Linked DNA regions of Macaca mulatta: region 2 is linked to region 1. The links are chromatin contacts, called in public Hi-C maps. All regions are on one chromosome and are shown on one strand. Each heading gives the region's core, a stretch centred on a gene start, on an enhancer-like site or on the middle of the called end of the contact. The rest is flanking DNA. Distances are from core to core; before and after follow the strand shown. Region 1 overlaps FOCAD (focadhesin). Region 2 holds the start of MLLT3 (MLLT3 super elongation complex subunit).

Region 1 (2,583 bases), core at 32-2,531:
TTTTCCCAAACCAAGACTACAGCAGTTTTGCTCAAGGTGAAGGATTTTTTGCAATGAAACAAATGCCCACATGCACATCTCTTGCATCGCACATACAGACTTAATAGCTTTAACTAAATAAATCCTATAAAAGTTGTCCTTTGGAGTAAAATATACTTAAATATCCTAAACAAATGCTAAAGAAATTATACTTGTATTTTCTGGCGGTTATGACAGAAGCAAGAAGCTGTGGAACAATATTCAGGAGTCTTCTGAATAAATTCTAGATTGGAACTTAAATTCAAGAGATTTTTCAAAAGCCTTAGCAAAAAACGAAATGATTTCCATAATTCTCTCTCTCTCTCTCTCTTTTTTTTTTTTTTTTTTTTTTTTTTGAGACAGCCTTGCTTTCTCACCCAGGCTGGAGTGCAGTGGCACAATGTCAGCTCACTGAAACCTCAGCCTCCTAGGCTCAAGCAATTCTCATGCCTCAGCTTCCAGAGTAGCTGGGACTACAGGCATCTGCCACCATGTCTGGCTGGTCTCAAACTCCTGGGCTCATGCGATCTGCCCACCTCGGCCTCCCAAAGTGCTGCAATTACAGATGTGATTCATAATTCTCTTCTACATGGTGATTTTTTAGTCTCTGAAAAACAACATACTGTCCTAATTCTGTTCCCATTAAAGGACCACATTGGGACACATTTGATATCACTGACTAGTCAAAATCAACAGCTCTCAAAACACTTGCTTTTAGAAAAAAATTTAAACTTTCTCCAAAAATGAAATTATCTGTTAGTATTGTTACTACCTGGTAAAAAAATTTATTAGTATCAAAAGGCAAATATTTGAGATTCCTCAATTCCAACAAATTGGGAAGGTGGGAGCCATGAATAGTTATATTAGTAATGGCATTACTAACACACAGACCCTAAGTAGAAGGAGGATGCTATCAAACACAGGAACATTAGGGTAAAGTTAAAATTTGTAGTTATTCGGTGGGTGCTCAGCTAAGGAAGGAGCTTCCTGATGTCTTTGCCCAGGGTTTCCTTCAGGTGTGAATTCAAGTTAGACAGACAGGAGTGGAAGACAACCTAGGAAGCAGGGTCAAGAGTTCTGGGGGAATCATCATAGGTTTCTCCAGGGAGCATGATTAAGTTAACCACAAATACAAGCTTGTCAGCCTAAAAGCAGCAGCATCTCCTCCTAAGTTAGTGAAGAAAGTAGTCAGAGCCAGAATAGGATGAAATGAGTTGCCTCGAATTAAACTGCCACGGCTCATTTTTAGTTGCAAAACATGTTGCTTGAAAAGATACCAAAGAAAGAGCATGAACACAGATGGTGAAGAGACTGTCATTTGTAGCATACTAGCAAAGGGAAAAAAATCACTTTCAAGTTTTAAGTCTTTAAAAATACTTTGTGTTCTGTCACACACATAAGATATGTAACAGTCAAATCACATGCAAAGGGCAGTTTTTTATTCATCTCCAGAACAAGACCTATGTTTATTAGTGATGGTGAACAGGACAAAATGAATATTCTGGCCATACTGCACTTACGGCCTCAAAGACTAAGAGAATCATCCCAATCATCTGACAGATGTTTCTAAGAGCTGAAAATGATCATCTGAAATATGGTATTCCCCCAAATCAATAGCAATTCACATAAAAGTTTCACATACTGATGTTTGTGAACTTAATGGTCTCAAACTGAAATAAATATAGCATAGTGTCATCCAGTTTATCCACACCAACACCAGTTCTTGCCTTTGGACAGCTAATTTCTGCCAACCAGGAATTTAAAAAGAATCTAATATCACAACAGAATGCCTCTCCCTACTATCATATTTCCAATGTAGGAAAACAGGGATAATTAAAAGTCACTGACATCAAAATATTCATGATAAGCAAATATTCATGTTGTATCCCACTACAATCAATGTAGATACATAAAATTCTAAGACTTGCTAGAAAATAAAGAATAAGCAGTATGAAAAACAAAACAAAAGTAGACTTATGCACTAAAAAAAACTTTCCGATTTAGTGGAATTTTCCACCTGAGTCTATTCCATTAGCTCCATTCAAGGGTCAAGTTAGCAGTCCAAAAATGAGCAATCAAAGTGAACAAAGCACACAGTATAATATGCACAGATTAAGACTCTTTAAAGATTATAAAAATGCGGCTAGGGCACAGGAAAAAAAGCAATATTTAAAGCTGGGTACATGTAGTTCTCAGGTGATTCAGTGATTCCCAACACTCCTTAGGCACTAGAGATATGCCAATCCTCTCCTCTCATTTTACAGTGATGTCAACAAAAGATTGGCAGTTATTTTCATCCCATATAAACCAGAATAAAAGAAGCTTTTTACTTACAGCACCATGAGATTAGACTTTTCTCATGTCCACCACACGTAGGTACCTGGGGCTTTCATCTAAGCATGAAATGATTTTCAAGTAACCAATCACTTTAATACTAGCAACTCTTAAAATACACGAACACCTCCATGATGGTATTTTACATAGATAAATTTACTCATAAAGAAGAAGAAAGGATCAACTTGCCCATTTCAGAAAGTTTGGCAAACACATGTTGCTCAGATACAA
Region 2 (2,583 bases), core at 35-2,534, 310 kb after region 1:
GGTCTAGGAAGATGCAAGGATCTTTGTTTAACGAACCAAAGTCACACCCATCTTTCACTTTCAAATCAAACGTCTAGATCTTATCCGTTTCCTTTTTAAAGGTTGTCTGCGTTTCTAAAGGAAGCCAGTAGTTGATACTCCTCGCCGCGCCCCACGCGTGGCCGCGCTGTTCTGTCTCCGGCCACTGAGACCAAATACAACGCGAGTGAGAACATTTGCAGAGGCGCGACTCTGGGAACGCTCCTGCGACTGGTTGTCACCGGGGAGTCTAACCGGATTAATACCCAGAGATGGATTACGCTGGCTGTCACCAATACGCCTAAAGATTATAATCCAATTTACGCACATTACAGTCAGTATTAACTTTATCTGTTATTTTAAGACTCCCAGTTGCCCCGCGCGTCCTCAGAGGAAAATCCTCCACGTTCTGATGCAACTCAGCAGGCTGTCAGGAGGGGAAGCCTCCCGAAGAAAACAACTCCAAGCCTGGTCCCCGAGGGTCTGTACCTGGCACCCCCAGGTGTCTTGCCTTCACCTGGGCACCGCTTTATGAAACTTCCCAGCCGGGGATTACCAACGAGGAAGGCGTTCCCTTGCAAGGAAATAGCATCCTTGTTTCTCCCTTGTTCATTTCATTTTCAAATTTTCAGTGGCGGTGGCAGGAGGGCGGGGAGTGAGGGTGGTGGGCGGGTGCCTGTGAGTGGATGGGGCAGGGGGCCAGGGGATCGTTGCGGGTTAGAACAGCCTCAGTGATTGCTATTTTCATGCTCGTTTTTTGCAGGATAGCATTTCTCTCTCTCTCTTTAAATAAGTTTGTTTGGGTGTGAGTTCTTGTCTTTTCAGCACAAAACCATAGAAATACGTGGTGGAAAGTAAAAGAAAGCCCACTCCCTCCTCCCCGTGCGTGCTAGCTAAGGACTTGATTTAACACCCCTTCTCCGGCTGCTGGGGGCTCTAAGCAGTGGCTACATTCCAGCAGTTTTAATCCGTTTTTTATTGTAGGGCGAGCAGAGTTTACACAGGGGCTGGGATGGCTCCCCAGCTGGCCGCTCTCCCTAGTCCCGCGCCCCCTCCCTGCCACCCCCGCAGCAGGAACCTGTTACTTTAAGCAAGGCTTTCCAGTGTGGCGCTGCGGGCCGCCGGGGTTTCGGAAGGTGGCAGGTGATTGGCTCTTTCGAGCTCCCCCTGGCTCGCTCGCTCGGCCTCCCCGCGCGCTCCGCCCCGCCCGCAAGCCCTCCCTCCGCCCCGCGAGGCTCGGAGCCCGGGTGTCAGGCGCCACGGCGCATGCTCCGGAATCATCTTCTTTACCCTGGAGCTGCTGCTGCTGCTGCTGCTTTTGCTTTTGGGGCTGAGTTTAATAAGCGAGCGAGCGAGCGAGCGAGCAAGCGAGCGCGGGGGGAAAAAGGCAGAGAATGTCCGCCATCTACCCTCCGCTCCTGGGCGCGCTCTCATTCATAGCAGCCTCTTCATGAATTACAGCTGAGGGGGGGCGGAGGAGGGGGGGGTACCACACAACACCCCAGCAAACCTCCGGGCCCCCAGGCATGGCTAGCTCGGTAAGTACGCGCAAAAATAATAATAAAAGACCTCCCCCACTTTCCTTCCTCGCCCTGCGCCGCCGCAGCCCAGACAGCGCCAGCGCTCCGCGGTTCCAATTAGAGAAAGGTTGGTACGGCTTGCAGGGAGCTGCCGCCTCTCCCTCAGCCTCCGCTCCCCTCCTCCCCCACCCCCCCGGCGCGCGCGCACACACAGACACACACACACTCACACACGCTCACACTCGCCCCTCCACCCCCCGCGCCTCCCTCCCTCCTCGCCTCTTTGCAATCACAAGAAGCGCACTCACACACTCCCTCTCGCTCACACGCGCGCACTCACACACACACTCACGGTGGAAGGAGGCGAATAATAACTCAGCCATATTTCAGTCGCCGCTGCCGGGAGCTGCGGGCACAGTCCGGGGACGCGGCGAGCAGCCTCGGCGGCCGCACCTCCGCAAAGCGCCGCGGCCGCTACGATGGTGCGTTCTCCGCGGCGCGCGTGTGTCAGCCGGAGTGTGCGGGGCTGACAGCGGCGGGGCCGCACGCAACTTTGCCCCAGCGCCGGGGGGTGCTGAGCGCGAGCCGAGGCTCGGCGGCTGTCCGCCCGCCGCCCTGCCTTTCTGAATTTCATTTTTGAGGGGGAGGTGGGAGATACTTTGGAGCCACTTTGGCTCTTGAAAGTGTGTTGCGGGGTCTCGGTTCGACTGGCCTCGCCGATCGCCTGGGGCTTTTAGTTGGGGGGTGCGGGGTGCTTTAAGTTATGGATGCCTCGGTGTGTTTTCCTGCGGGCGTGTGTGTGTGTGTGTGTTTCAATGTGTGTGTGACGATGTCTCATTTTTGTTGTGCACGAACCCCGTGGCAAGAGCACGGGAGTTTGTGCCCATCAGCAGAGGCTGCCTGTAGTTTCCATTCCGCCTGGCACAGCGCTCCACACGCACGCACACACACACGTACACAAAGACTTCCTCGGCGTGTGCCTGTCGCCGCGGTACTTTCGGGGAGGGGGCTCGCCAGGAACCCTTCGGTCCCTCTGGGTCCCAGC

What was found. Hi-C and Micro-C count contacts between places; a contact is called where the count stands out from the background.
Region 2: a Hi-C map of fetal cortical plate shows a contact between it and region 1, with 5 times the contacts expected there. The contact joins the promoter of MLLT3 here to the enhancer-like site in region 1. A contact is called at or near these places in 8 of 14 Hi-C or Micro-C datasets (blood, cortical neurons, fetal cortex germinal zone and 3 more).

Annotation. Positions count from the first base shown.
Region 1 is chr15:78,273,235-78,275,817 of T2T-MMU8v2.0, forward strand. The region is part of intron 27 of FOCAD (focadhesin); the gene reads right to left. Among named protein-coding and RNA genes, the nearest start is that of HACD4, 100 kb to the left of the region's middle. Within about 2 kb of position 1,282, at least 6 of the 40 cell types and tissues checked have an H3K27ac peak or open chromatin away from gene starts, as enhancers often do. A contact at or near this core is called in fetal cortical plate, where this site is marked.
Region 2 is chr15:78,584,659-78,587,241 of T2T-MMU8v2.0, forward strand. It overlaps MLLT3 (MLLT3 super elongation complex subunit), which reads left to right and starts at 1,285. Exons shown (of 11, transcript XM_001108646.5): 1 at 1,285-1,556. The coding sequence starts at 1,545.